Regions from separate parts of the Mus musculus genome. Here regions 1 and 2 are each linked to region 3. A link is a contact called in public HiChIP or PLAC-seq and promoter capture Hi-C data. All regions are on one chromosome and are shown on one strand. The core of a region is the stretch at or near the end of the contact, and the rest is flanking DNA. Distances in the headings are between cores, read along the strand shown. Region 1 holds the start of Pomk (protein-O-mannose kinase). Region 2 has its middle 9.2 kb from the start of Gm24992. Region 3 holds the start of Ddhd2 (DDHD domain containing 2).

The links. HiChIP or PLAC-seq counts read pairs in DNA pulled down with a chosen protein or histone mark. Capture Hi-C pulls out chosen DNA fragments and counts their contacts.
Region 1: a promoter capture Hi-C map of liver shows a contact between it and region 3. The contact joins the promoter of Pomk here to the promoter of Ddhd2 in region 3. A contact is called at or near these places in 24 of 39 promoter capture datasets (the 3T3-L1 cell line, 3T3-L1-derived adipocytes, the C10 cell line and 18 more), 3 of 15 datasets of contacts at CTCF or cohesin (embryonic stem cells, large pre-B cells and pro-B cells), 19 of 484 Hi-C or Micro-C datasets (the G1E-ER4 cell line, the N1E-115 cell line, Th1 cells and 14 more), 21 of 115 datasets of contacts at active chromatin or transcription factors (the 230-238 cell line, bone marrow-derived macrophages, craniofacial prominence and 12 more) and 4 of 9 other capture datasets (adipose tissue, embryonic stem cells, liver and 1 more).
Region 2: a contact with region 3 is called in an HNF4G HiChIP or PLAC-seq map of pancreatic cancer cells. The contact joins the enhancer-like site here to the promoter of Ddhd2 in region 3. A contact is called at or near these places in 4 of 39 promoter capture datasets (cranial neural crest, hematopoietic stem and progenitor cells, liver and 1 more), 4 of 115 datasets of contacts at active chromatin or transcription factors (Th17 cells, embryonic stem cells and pancreatic cancer cells) and 2 of 9 other capture datasets (adipose tissue and liver).

The regions. Positions count from the first base shown.
Region 1 is chr8:25,992,533-25,997,086 of GRCm38.p6, reverse strand. It overlaps Pomk (protein-O-mannose kinase), which reads left to right and starts at 2,966. Exons shown (of 5, transcript NM_029037.4): 1 at 2,966-3,000. Gm31402 (a long non-coding RNA gene) reads right to left here and starts at 3,793. Exons shown (of 2, transcript XR_378826.3): 1 at 3,524-3,793; 2 at 1-675.
Region 2 is chr8:25,620,292-25,625,233 of GRCm38.p6, reverse strand. It overlaps a transcript of Nsd3 not described here. Among named protein-coding and RNA genes, the nearest start is that of Gm24992, 9.2 kb to the left of the region's middle. Within about 2 kb of position 3,548, at least 86 of the 459 cell types and tissues checked have an H3K27ac peak or open chromatin away from gene starts, as enhancers often do. A contact at or near this core is called in Th17 cells, hematopoietic stem and progenitor cells, liver and 1 more, where this site is marked.
Region 3 is chr8:25,752,116-25,757,130 of GRCm38.p6, reverse strand. Ddhd2 (DDHD domain containing 2) reads left to right here and starts at 2,851. Exons shown (of 18, transcript NM_028102.1): 1 at 2,851-2,945; 2 at 3,958-4,183; 3 at 4,841-5,015. The coding sequence starts at 3,964. It overlaps Gm17484 (predicted gene, 17484), which reads right to left and starts at 2,651. Exons shown (of 2, transcript NR_154462.1): 1 at 2,412-2,651.

The DNA of each region.
Region 1 (4,554 bases), core at 1,717-4,216, 240 kb before region 3:
AAAGCATTGAGCCAGCTGAAACTCCAGCATAGCCTGGGGAAGTGCTTTCTCCCCTAACCCCTTACCAAGAAAAGACTGCCACTCGATCACTGGATCGAGAATCCTTTCTGAAGGTGAAGCCATTGGTAGGTTTCCTATGCTCAGATGGCCTCTCTAGGTGTGTACACACCTGTACGTGCATGTGCACACTCATACCCGCTGGCTGTTTCTGATACTAGAACAAGGGACTTGTGTGCGGAAAAACAAAGGCAGGACTGCTGTGAAGCAGCTGAGGACTCACACAGAATCTCTACAGAATCCTGCTGGCCCTGAAGGTTCCATATAGGGGCAGCCCCAGTAGGAGCAGCACCAAGGGGAGGGCGGGGAGACATGGAGGTGGGAAGGGGACATGTTGGGAAGAGAGTGTAGAAGGGAAATGGGGGAGGATTTGACCTTAATTCATTCCCTAAGAATAAGAAAAAAATAATAATTTTAAAAACACACACAGACAAGAATCTGCCTACGTCCACAATCGTGCTATAGCAATGAAGCAGGTTGGGCCTGGGGAGGGAGGCAGGGCGAGCTGGTTTGGGCTTCCTCAGAGTCCATTTCCACTGGGTAGAAAGGAAGGCTTTACTGTGTTCTGGTCCTGCAGTTTTTGGTTGGCAGTCACATATGCTACTGTGGTGCAGGTGGCTGGGAATAAATAAGGAAAAGGCAGAAGTGAGAACAGGGATAGAACAACACAGAAATGAGGGTTTCCTCTACTTCCTGACTTAGGAGTCTTCTTTGCTGCTCCGTGGTTAACTAGAGGACTTCCAGGTTTTAGCCGTACTGAATTTAGGTCAGGGGAGAACAGAGCAGACATCCCCTGACCAGATCCATGCTGCTCCAAATGCCAGTCTTCCTTGACCACACAAATAGCTCTACCCTTAATTTTGCTTGGATTTTGAAGCTGTGCTTTATGGAAGTTTCCCATCTTTCTCGGAAGTCCCCTCCCCATCTTTTGTTGAAATCACTGTTTTATTGGCTTCCGGGGTGTGAGGATAGCATGGGCTCCTGGAGTCGATCCAGGTGCCACAACATTAAAAACATTTTTAAAGCATGGGATTGTTTCCCACCCTTAGCCATTGTCTTAGTTAACTTTCACCTTGTAATCAAATTCTCTGACAAAAGCAACTTGTTACTTTGTTTCATTATGCCAAGGGCACACAGGCTATCATTTCAAGACGGATACAGCAGCAGACAGTGAGTGATTTGATGGCTGCCCCATGGGAGATTGGCACTCAGACCCAGGAAACAGAGCGTGAACAGGAAGTAAGGCCTGTTAAGGAATCGCATCCTCTAACAGGGCTCCACTTCCAAAGCAGCCTGCCCCGCAGAGGACCACGTGGACCTATGCGGGATGCTTAGCATCAAAAGCACTACATCCATGTGCCATGAATAGCTCTTCATGTCAGGATGCATCATCACAGCATCACCTAATGTCACGTTTATTTGGTGTGTGTGTGTCCATGCGTGTGCATTTGGAGATCTAAGGATGACATGGTGAGAATCCTTCTCCCCTCCCCTAGGAGGGGTCCTAGGAAACTGAACTTAGATGGTCAGGCTTGGTGGCAAGCACGCTGACCTGCTGGCCATCTCTGTGGCCCCCTGCAGCATCATCACTTATTATAGCAAACTCTATATAACACACCTCCTGATTTTAGTCCTTTTGTAACAGGTTGCTTTGGAATTTATTTTATGTGGCTGGGTGTTCTGCGTGCTTATATGTCTGAGCACCACGTGTGTGCAGTGCCCTCAGAGGGCAGAAGCGGAGGAGGTCTAATCCTCTAGAACTCAGTTACAGGTGGTTGTGAGCTGCCAAGTGGATGCCAGGAACCCAGGTTCTCTGGAAGAGCAACCAATGCTCTTACCTACTGAGGGGGTCTCTCCAGCCCGTATCTGAGTCATTTTTAAGTGTTTATTTCAGTGGCATCCAATATATTCACATTATTTTACAACCATTACCTCCATCATCACCAGAAGTTTTAAAGCTTCACAAACTGAAACTATTCATTAAACAGTGTTCTTAATGGTGTTTTTTATATAATGCCTATAATTTATTTCTGAAATACTTGCTGTTATACATCCAGGTATATTTTCTACTATAAATAGCCCTGGTGCTGGAGAGATGGCCCCACAGAACCTGAGTTTAGTTCATATAGCATTGGTATCTGGGGGACCACAATTACCAGCAAGTCTATCTATCACTCCTGGCCTTTGAGTTCTCTGGCACACCACACACAAACGCATTTGTCAGTCTGAGAAGCAAAAGTTGCTTACAGGGATTCTTTGAAGGGAGTTTTGTCGGTTCCTCTAGTGCTTCCTAGATCAAGATTCTGGGTTCTTTAGCATGCTTAGAGTTTGGATAATAAACATAGATGGTTTTTGTTTTTACCCACACACTGTATGTTTTGATTTCAAATCTGGAAAATAAATCAGTTTAGAAGTAGATGATATGTCTGATTTTCCATTTCCCAACCTTACCCCTCCCATTTCACTTCCAGTACTAATACTAGTGTAGCACGCTGAGACCTTCCAGCCTTCGCATGACTTGAGGTTTGGCCCTGAAATCTGTGACGCGCAGCTTGGCGTCTCAGGCCAAAGCTCCAAAGTCACATAGTTTTCAAAGCCAGAGGCATTATCAGTGCACTGAGCCTCACTCTGCGATTTGCTCGTGTTGCTTTTCTGAGGATCACTCTTTGGCAGCCACCGCTTTGCAGAGAGTGTAGAGCTGTAGATCAGGAAGCAGCCCCTCTGAGGTCCCCAGTCCCAGGCTCAACCTTGCTGTTGCAGCCTGGCCTTCACCAGTTTGGCTAGAGGAAATGAGGACCAGGGTATGGATGACCGCGCCTACGCTGGCGCGGGCGTCCACTGTAAGGCAAGAGGCGGCCACCAGGAGGCAGCCTCACGCTCGTCTCCGACCGCTTCCGGCCGCGCAGGCGTCCTGGAATGCGAGCCGGATTTGGTGGTCGCCAGGTAGGCTCCGGGGCGTAGTGAAGCGGGACAGGGTTCTGTGGGGCCTTTCCAAGCCTGACCCTCCTGAGCCCCCGGACCCAATCCCAAAGTGGATCCTCTCATGGGGATCATGAAAACTAAACCGGGTACTGGTGCTGGCTCCTCCCGTGCTTACCGCGCACCCCTCCTCCGGGTGCACCATGCATTCCCTTTGGATGCTCACCACGCAACCCCTCTCCCGGTATCCATGGTATCCCAGTACCATGCACCGGGAGCTGCTATTGAACCATGTGAGCGGAGGCTGTCCGCCATGCTCTCGCTTTCTCTCCCCCTCTTTGTTAAAAACCAGTTTTAGACCTTTAGTAAATTTGATGCCCCCCGCCCCCACCTTCGCCTGTCCAAACTAAATAACATCCAGACTGTTTAAATAGTTATCGGGAAATGAAATTTAGTCTGAATTGGGTGACACCAGCTCCTTCTCGAATTGTGTAAAATATTCTGCATATTGGCAATTCATTTAGTTGACTTATTTCCCTTGACTAACCTAAGCAGTCGACATACAGCAGCTGGTCCTTTTTCACCGTTATCAAATAGCCTTGGTGTTTAAACAGTGCCGGAAGTTCCCGCTCTGCCGACCACACATACTCACTTCTTTAAGCTCTGGGCTGCCTGGGCGGTCCACAAGAAACAGGTGTGTTAATCGATTGCCAAGCAAAGAGGGTTCCGCATAGATCTGATAGTATGGATTCTAAGGCTGGAGAGATGGCTAGTGGCTAACAGCACTCGTTGCAGAGGACCTGGGTTCAATTCCCTAATAGCTCCCCACTGTCCATAATTTCCGTTTCAGGGAATCCAGCACTGTATTCTGACCTCCCTCGGCACCAGGCACACATAGCACATATTGTACAGTGTGCATGCAAGCGAACACTCCTGTGTATAAAATAAGTAGATTGAAAAATATGAATTCTGGGTTCCTGCAGCATTTTGTCAGTGTTGCTGGCCTTTCTTGCTATGGTCAGCTTTTAAAGGGGAAGGATTTTCTTGGGCTCAGCCGTGGGATTCTTTGCTTATGGCCTGTGGTCATTATGCTCGTCGTGGCGGGAGAGAGCGGTGGAAGAGAAAATTGAAGAGGGGAAGACCATGATGGGAGAGGTCATCTTACTTCCTGGCATCCTGGAAGCACAGAGACACAGGCTGAGGGCCCAGTGTCTCCTTCTAGGTCACGTGTTACTGACAGAAGCTTCCTTGTAGCAGACTCTGCCTCCTCGAGGTTCTGCTGCTGTCTGGTAGTGCCAACAGCTGGAGACCAAGTCTTTAATGAATGGGCCTTTGGAGGATGCTCACCCAGACCATAGGGGACTGAACATGCATATATGGTACTGGAGTATGAGTAGTGGGTGAGAATTTTTTTTTTTTTTTTAAGATTGTAAGTACACTGTAGCTGTTTCAGACACACCAGAAGAGGGAGTCAGATCTCATTACAGATGGTTGTGAGCCACCATGTGGTTACTGGGATTTGAACTCAGGACCTTCGGAAGAGCAATCAGTGCTCTTAACCGCTGAGCCACCTCTCCA
Region 2 (4,942 bases), core at 2,299-4,798, 130 kb after region 3:
CCCTGTGGTAATGCAAACACGCATTTAAACCTTTATCTAACAGCACTCTCTCTTTCCAGACACTTTGTAATCTTTAAGTTTTCCTGTGGCTTTCCCCCCCCCCCCCCCCCGAGACAGGGTTTCTCTGTATAGCCCTGGCTGTCCTGGAACTCACTTTGTAGACCAGGCTGGCCTCGAACTCAGAAATCCGCCTGCCTCTGCCTCCCGAGTGCTAGGATTAAAGGCGTGTGCCACCACACCCGGCTCCTGTGGCTTTTTGAGACATTTTGAGATATCAAAGTTTATGGTTTGAAAGGAACTTCTACCAAGCCAGAGTTAGTAGCACAGACTTTTATCCCAGCACTTGGGAGGAGGAAGGTGGATCTCTGTGAGTTCCGGACCAGTCTGGTCTACATAGTGAGTTCCAGGACAGCCAGGGCCACACAATGAGACAAGACAGAGAGAGACAGAGAGGAGGGAAGAAGGGGAGAATGAACGAGTGCCTATCATTTTGGTTGAGGCTAAATGAAAATTAAAGGCTTTGACTTATAGGAAACTTTCCCTGAATGGCTTTCTAGCAATCATTGTAATAAAACAGTATTATCCCACAAAGGCACTACAGCCTTTTCCTAAGAGAACTAACATTCTGTATTAGTAGCCTTATCTGTGGATCTTCACTAAAGGTACTTTCCAAGGTAGCCTTTCAAAAAAAAACAAAAAAACCAACTAAGCTGATGACTAATTTCTGAGTTTAAGTGCAAAACCTACTGGCTTAAAAAAATAAATAACTGGGGCTGGAGAGATGGCTCAGTGGGTTAAGAGCACTGACTGCTCTTCTGGAAGGTTCTGAGTTCAAATCCCAGCAACCACATGGTGGCTCACAACCACCCATAATGAGATGCCCTTTTCTGGCACGTCTGAAGACAGCTACAGTGTACTTATATGTAATAAATAAATCTTTGGGCCGGACAGAGCAGGAACTGAGAAAGCAGGGCCGACCGAAGTGAGCGGAAGTCCTAAAAATTCAATTCCCAACAACCACATGAAGGCTCACAACCATCTGTACAGCTACAGTGTACTCATATACAGAAAATAAATAAATAAATCTTCAAAAAATAAACAATTAAAAATTAACAAAAATAAGAGCTGGGTTGGAAAGATGGCTCAGACAATAACGGTGTCCTCTGCCGAGCCTGACCTGAGTTCCATCCAGGTTGGGGGAGAGGAGAGAACGAATTCCTGTAAGTTATTCACTTCACATTTTCATGTGACTTTACTCACTTTTCAAAGATGTAAATCATGTCTAGTTAGTGAAGTTCCAACTAACTAGGATTTCCTGATCCTAGCACAAGCTCTCCCCCTAGCTCAGTCTCAGATAGCTGGACTACCACAGCACTAGGCCTCAGACTTTGAGAGAGGTTTTTTTTTTTAAGTTTTTATTTTACGTGTAATAATTGGAGCCTCCTGACTGATGCTCTAGATATAGAAATGATGGTTGTACAGCCTGTAAATATACTAAAAGTCACCCCACTGTACACTTTGAAAGAGAAGTTTTAGCCAGGTATGACAGTGCATGCTTTAGAAGATGATGTCTGTTCTGTGAGAGACTGGAGAGGCAGATAAGAAGACTTCTGTGAGTTCAAAGCCAGCCTGGTCTACATAACGAGTTCCAGGCTAACTACAGCTATATAGTGAGACCCTGTCTAAAATAAAAATTAATTAAAAATTTAAAAGCATGAGTTTTAATAAGCATGAATTATGTCTCAAAAAACCTCCCACAACTAGACACATTTTTCTTTTAAAAAATTAAGTATGTATATTTCACAATAAAATTTATATTATCCATCCAAAGAATTGCTGGTTTCAATGTACATGGTAAATGTGCTGAAAACAAAATCTCTTACATTTATCGTTGAGGTCCAGTAATTAAAAGGTGAAGTAGCAGAAAGGGCTAGAACAAAACGATATCTGAACACAGTCACAGAGTCTGCCTGTGTACAAGTAACAGGACTGAGGCAGCATAGCAGAGCAAGGGACAGCCAGGTAAGAAAGATGTGGAAACAACTGTTCACCATGTAGATGAAGACAGGCAGCACTGAACTGGCCATAGTGGCACACAGTTAATTCCAGCACTCAGGGGGCAGAGGCAGGAGGATAGCTGTGAGTTTGAGGCCAGCCTTGTCTACACAAGAAGCTCTAGGATGGCCAAGGCTACACAGAGAGGCCCTATCTCAATGAATGAATGAATGAATGAATGAATGAATAAATGGTGACATCTCATCATACAGATAAATGATACACCATGTAGACTACAGAGCTATTATAAAAGGTAAAACAAAGGCTGAAGAGGTGGCTAGGTGATAAGAGCATGTGATGTGAAAGACCCAGGTTTGATTCCCATCACCCACATGGTGGCTCACTACTTTCTTGGACACCCAACACTCATGTGGTACCTAGATGCACAAGCAGGCAAAATACACATAAAATAATAAAATAAAATTTAAAATCTTGTAAAAGGTAAAACAAGAATATTTAGGAAGAGCAAAAGATTCCCTCTTTCTGATTTTCATTGTCTCTTTGTTTTGTTGGATAGGGTCTCACTATGTGGCCTGACTGGCTTGAACTCTCTATGTAGACCAAGCTGGTCTTGAACCCATAAACATCCACCTCCCTCTGCCTCCTGAGCTTGAATACTAACAGACTGCTTTTCATTCTCTAGGCATTAGTAAGAACCTCTGTTGGGAGCTGGAGATAGATGGCTCAATGGTTAAAAGCACACACTGCTTTTCCAGAGGACCTGAGTTCAATTCCCAGCAACCACATGGTGGCTCACAATCGTGTGTGATGGGATCCAGTGCCTTCTTCTGGTGCGTCTGGAGACAGCTACATATGATCACAGCACTTTCTGGAGGCTGAGGATCAAGGTCAAAGGAACATGGTGGTCTACACAGATAGTTCAGGCCAGCCAGCATTACATAGTAAGATACTGTCTCAAAGAAACAAAACCCAAAGACAATGTAAGACAAATAAGTACTTGAGTCAGTCTGAGTTTTCACTAGAGTGTGACAGTGAGGGCCACAGGTGAGAAGATAAGCTGCAGTCAACGCAGGCTGTGCCTCCTGCTCGCTCTCCCAAGTCTGTCCACTGCCTCCCACTCACTCACTGCTTATGCTGGAAGAGTCCTTACCTTAACCAGAACATGTTTCCTAACTCATGGTGCTATTTCCAGCATTATCCATCTCTGACCATGCTTTACAGCATAAACAGTAAGCAAAAAGACATGTGTGGCTTGACTAAGAAATGTTCCCCCAAGGCTCTTGTATTTCAACACTGGCCCCCAGTTGGTGGCATCAGAGGAGGGTACAGTAGCACCTCAGGGTAGAGAGCACTGCTAGAGAGAGGGCTCTGAGGATTAAAGCCTCGCCGCACTTCCTGCTTGCTCTCTCTGTTTCCTGTCTGGGATATGTCATCAACCAGCTTCCCAGTTTTCTCTCCATGCTTCCCCAACCATCAGGGACAGCTTGCCCTCTGGAACTAAGCCAAAATAAACACCTCCATAAGTTACCTTTGGTCATAGTATTTTACCACACGGGGAAAAATGTAACTTAGGCGGGAAAGATGTGGCTCAGAGGTTAAGAGCATTTGTCGCTCTTGCAAAGGCCTATAGTTGGGCTCCCAGTATCCACATGGTAGCTTACAACCATAGCTCCTGTTTCAAGGGATCAAATACCCTCTTCTGGCCTCTGTGCATACAAGGCATACATACTGCACACATACATACATGCAGGCAAAATACACATATCTCAATAAACAAACAAACAGAGCAGGATTTAACCTTAATAAGCCTTTGTATGCCTCAGAACAAATCAAAAAAGCTGAAGCCCCTGATACTGTGGCACCAGCCTATGTAGTCAGAGACCTGCAGGGTCCCATTTGCCCTCCACCATGTTACCTTTTCTCTCTCAGCCACCACTCAGTCTTATGATTCCATTCAGGTGTTAATACACTCCAAGTGGCCTTAAAATGCCATATCACATGTGCTCTAAGCCAGGTCAAGTCCTCCTCCACTAACAGAGCATTCTACATTTACATTCCATCACAACACTAAATAGTATAGGAAAGAGGTGTGTGTGTGTCTATGTTTTTGTGTGTAAAGTAAGCATGATCTCAAATATCTACACAAGAAAGAACACTAGAATACTTGACTCCATAATTCTGAGCACCCACTGCTGTCAATTACCCTTTCTAGTCTGAGAAGGTCCAGGGAAGACTCATGCCAGCTCCACCTTCCTTCCCATTCTGTTACTACTGTAACGGGAAAGAAACCAAATGTTACAACCCAGCAACCCCTCCCAGCCCCAATCTATTCAGATTTCTCTAATAGCGCAAGTGTTTACTATTAGACACTGAGCTAAGTCTAACAGTAGAGAGGTGAAGACTCAGACAAGGTCCCATAATCCTAGAGCCTACACTATTCGGGAGAAGTCAATACAGGGAACACTGGGGGCAGAGCTCCCAGAGCAGTCCTGATGAGAGCAGCGCTTCCTGTGGAGTGCCTGCATTATGTCAAGTCCTGAGCACTAGAGATAAAAGATAAACAAGACAGACTCAGTCCCTCCTGGCAGTAAATATCCAGGCTAAGACAGTGAAATGTGGGATATCACACACGTCCAGGCTGAGAAGAGCCAAACGGTTCTCTGAAAGCTGACAGTAGATAGCACTTCAAAAAACTTCAATGAAGAATTTTCAGAGCTCCTCAGTATTATAAATACCAAATTGGCTTTTGAAATGTTTTTTCTTGAAATGCTGTGAAATCAAACGAGATGCATTTAATGAAAACGCACCACACAACTGGGGATGGAAGGGTAGGTACCAGAAGCTAAGGGGAGAATGAAGTGTGTTTAGGAACACTGGAGTGAAGATCCACAGCTAACTGCAGCATCTGGCACAGTGCCAATAAATT
Region 3 (5,015 bases), core at 1,602-4,101:
GCCTTTGTGGGCACCCAGATATACACAGAGACATACAACTAAAAACAATGAAATAGTGAAAAAAACCCGAAATAAATATTTAACAAAAAGATTTATACGCAAAGAGTAGCTAGAAAACCTAAGTGAACTCTTATTAATGAGAGCTATTATAAATATTTGCCTAAAACTAGCTACTTCCTGGGCCTTTGGATGAACCTAATTTATTCTGTTTGAGGCAGTGTGTTTCTCAAAGTACAGATCCAAACTACTTGCATCTAAATCTCACGGAGCATTTATTTAAAATACAGATGCTAAATACACATACACAGCAGATTCTTCCGTCCTGCCAAAGACCCCCTGAAAAGAGGATTTCGGATACACACCTGCGTATTTGATTACTGTCAATGTATGTAGTGTCTGACTCTTTTATAGCATCCACTAAGATAAAGTTCTCTGTTATCTCCCTTGGTAGGACTATGAACTACTACTATTCATGGTAGATAGTGTGCTAACTACTTTTGTGTTCGAAGTTCAGAGCAGGCACATGGAGTGACCAGAGTTCATAAAGAGGGCCCCTGGATGATGGAGATTTTGGAGCTGCTTCCAAGAGTAACAAAAGCAAAACCACTTTCATGAGGATCACAGTTCAAGGGCCACGGCCATCTTTAGCTACATAATGAGTCTGAGGCCTGCCTGGGATACCTAAGCTACTAGCTCAAAAGACAATGAAAATCGGCTTTACAACTAAAGCAATAACAAAACTCACAAGTCCAAGGTAGATATATTCTAATGATATACTTTGTTTTTTTTTTAAAGATTTATTTATTTATTATATGTAAGTAAACTGTAGCTGTCTTCAGACACTCCAGAAGAGGGAGTCAGATCTCGTTAAGGATGGTTGTGAGCCACCATGTGGTTGCTGGGATTTGAACTCTGGACCTTCAGAAGAGCAGTCGGGTGCTCTTACCCACTGAGCCATCTCACCAGCCCCCTAATGATATATTTTGATGGGTTATGAAAAAAACCGTTATGTTTTCAGATTCCAAACTGCACCCTAAGAAGCCGCATCATTCTGGGGGCTCCGTGTGTAGCGCAGGAGGCTAGCACACCCAAGGCTCTGAAGTTGATCTCTGGCACTGCAGAATAAAAAGTAAGGTCTAAGGCTTGAAGAGCTGACCCGACAGAGCATCTGTTGCTCTTGCATGGGAAGGATTTGGCTCCCAGAACCAGAGTTACCATCACCTGAAACTCCAGTTCCAGGGGATCTGCTGCCTCCTGACCTCCACAGGCACCAGACACACACATTATATACACACATAGTAAAATAAATCTAAAATGTTTTAAAATATCAGTGTTAAGGACACCCTGCTCCTGCCCCCCAAATGGGGGGAGGGTTTCCAGTGTGGCCTAGCGTGACTGCACGCACAATCCCTTGGGACAAGGCATGAGTTTGATTCCCAGGACCCCTACAGTGAAAGGAGAGCTGATACCTGAAAGTTATTCTCTGAATTCTACACATGAAGCAGCACATACATGACACACACACACACACTGCATTGGCTGGTTTTGTGTGTCAACTTGACATAGGCTGGAGTTGTCACAGAGAGAGTAGCCTCCCTTGAGGAAATGCCTCAGTGAGATCCAGCTGTAAGGCATTTTCTCAATTAGTGATCAAGGGGGAAAGGCCCCTTGTGGGTGGGACCATCCCTGGCGGGTAGTCTTGGGTTCTATAAGAGAGCAGGCTGAGCAAGCCAGGTGAGGCAAGCCAGTAAAGAACATCCCACCATGGCCTCTGCATCAGCTCCTGCTTCCTGACCTGCTTGGGTTCCAGTCCTGACTTCCTTTGGTGATGAACAGCAATGTGGAAATGTAAGCTGAATAAACCCTTTCCTCCCCAACTTGCTTTTTCGTCATGATGTTTGTGCAGGAACAGAAACCCTAACACACACACACAGACAAATATATAAATGTAGTAATTTTTAAAGGTCGGAGACCAATATGGGGCTTCATAGCAAGGCCATCACAAAACAACAACAAAAAAAATCACACAAAAAATGGTGTTACATTAACGTGCAGATATTGGTGTGTAGGTGTTGACTTGCAGAGACTATGTGGTTTTTTTAAAAAAAAAAAAAGTCCACGTTTTGTTCCTTCTCAGTTTCTGGGGGAAAAAAAAAATCTCGAAGCCTTGTCTTATAATCAAGTTAGAAACCAGCAAAGCCTCTTGTCTTTCCTTCCCGTGGCACCTGCTAGTCAGGCGCTCCAGCGACAATCCGCATCTCTAGCCCTGCCAGTCTCCAGAGCGCTGGGCTTACGTGAATAGCCACCGCCATCACCCTACATCAACTAGGTCAAAAACAAAAAACAAAAAAGCCAACAAACAAAAACCTCATTTGCTGCCTCTTACAGCATCCGTATTCTGTCAGACTCACCTCTTAGGCTTTAGGGATAACTTTGACAGCCTCTCAATCCAAATAGAGGGAGGGAATGGAGGACAGACAGACAGACAGAGCCTTCAGTCACCCCAGTCCTGCCCACCGGGGTTGCCGGGACCCATGAGGGGTCAGAAGGTCCGATTTTCCTCCTTCAAAGCCTCAGCGCAGGCAAGGCCTCCCGTGCGTGTCCCCCACGCCCCTAGCGCGTGCCCGGCGCGTGCCCGGCGCCCGACGTCTGCCCGCAGGAGGAGCCAGGTCTCGCGCGAGTCCCCCAGTCCTCACCGCACATCTCGCGACACTTCGGAGGATCTTTCTGCGCCTCCGGCTCTCACCGGGAGCGCAGCCTCCGCGGGCGCACTGCTCTCCTCCGCTGGAGCGCTGAGGAGCCCGCGGTGTGGGGATTGGGGCGCGGCCGCAGGCTCCGCCCGTCCGCCCCGCCCGGCTTGGGAGGTAGGCTGCAGCGGCGATGTGGCCCGGGCTCCCTCCGCGAGGGCTGAGAGCGCGAGCGGCGGTGTGGACGAGCGAGTCCAGGTCCGCGCGGGAGCCTGGGCCGGGGCGAGCCGGGGGTGGAGAGGCTCCAGTGTGCACGGTATCCCGGGGCATCCGTGGACGGCTCGGCTGCTCTCCTAGATCCCGAACTCGGAGCCCCGAGCTGGCGGCGGGAGCAGGCCGAGGTCTCGGGAGGATAACGGGGAGGCCCGGGGAGTGTTGGTTCCTGAGCTGTGCGGTCCGACCGTGCCCGGTGCAGCGATGCCGCTCGTCCATCTCCCGTCCTGGGCTTTTGGGTTCTGCTTCTATGTCTGCAGCGCTAGTCCGCCGGGTGCTTTAGTGCTGGGGTCGGTGGGAACTCGCCCGACATCCATCGCCCCGGGGGCAGTTGAGGTCATTTGTCACTTTTCATCCGAAACTCTGGCTCTGCGTCTCGGTGGGTCGATGCGCAGCTATAGCCTGCAGGCAAAGTTTCTGTTTGGGCGTTAAATGTACCAGAGCCCGTATTGAAGCACACTGGGAGGATCAGCCAAAATGGTTCTTAAGCGATTAGTTCTGTTTTCTGTATAGTAAGATTCCAATAGTTATGTAAATGTGTGTGTAATTAGAAATGTACAATAGAGCCTGGGGCCTTAAACCTACCTGTTATTACTGTCTGACACACTAAATGGTTTGTAGTGTGCACACCTGGAGGTAGGAAATTTCCAGCCTTCGCTGGTGCTGCTACTTTTATTGTGAAAATTGTGGTAAAACACCCTGTTGCAATCAGTTTTGACCGTGTGTTTCTTGACATTTCTGGGTTTTCTAAAGAGCTTGTTGTATGATTAGACATTTTTTAGTTTTCTAAGGAGAATTGGAAGCTCAGTATAGAATGATGGAGCTGAACATTTTGTTTCTCTCCCCAAATAATTGTGTGTGTATAAAAATTATGTAGCTTTTAAATATTGCTGTTTTCAAGAACAGCTTCCAAAAATGGTTATTGAGCATATGAACATTACAGTGTTAATAGATGCAAAATAATTCTCCTGATAGTTTTTTTTATTTTGTCTTCTAGAGCGAAATGTCATCGGGGGAATCACACCAGGAGCAGCTGTCTCAGTCAGATCCGTCCCCATCCCCGAACTCTTGTAGTTCCTTCGAACTCATAGACATGGACGCCAGTAGTTCCTATGAACCCGTTTCTCCACATTGGTTTTATTGTAAGGTACTAGATTCCAAGGAGCTCTGGATTCCTTTCAACTCTGAGGATTCACAGCAGCTGGAAGACGCATATGGCTCTGGTAGGAAGAAACTGATGACTCTAATAAAAACTAACAAGTAATATCCTCTACTGTGATAGCCACTAACATGAAATTTCAGAATTACACCATTTTCATCCTTTTAAAACTGTATTAAATTTCTGCATAGTTATCAAGTATTTTTCTCTATTCTAGCTTGTGTTTGACTTTTTAGTCAGAAAGTTTGTGTGTAGAGTCGTCACATTGCAGACTGAGCTAACATGTCGCTTTTGTTCTCATGTAACAAAGTGTTAGTGAGGATATATCATAATTGCTATTAATTTGCCTTTAATCCAAGTAAAAACTTCAGAAAAAATCTATGTATGTATCTGTATGAGACTGTGAGTGTGTGTGTATAAGTGTGTATAAGAGGCATTATTGTCTTAGAAGAGGAAAAATGTTCAGCTAGTATTTGCTTTTTTCATTAAAATATAATTGGTTTGAAATACTAAAAATTACTCATGAAAAAAATATGAGCAAAAAAAAAGAAAAAGGATGAGTGAAAAAAAAAAAAACCTAGGAACCAAATTCTGTTTCTGATGTAGCCAAGTGGAGCCTGTGTACAGCTCCTGTGGCTGTTTTGGACTGTAACTTACAAGTGTATTTGGGAGAGTTGTTGTGACATAGTGGACTTCTTTTCTTTTTTGCAATTCTTGATAGGAAAAGATTGTAATGAGAGGATTGTTCCCACCGATGGGGGCAGATATGATGTTCATTTAGGGGAGCGGATGCGGTATGCTGTGTACTGGGACGAGCTGCCATCGGAAGTGAGACGGTGTACGTGGTTTTACAAGGGAGACAAAGACAATAAGTATGTCCCCTACTCGGAGAGCTT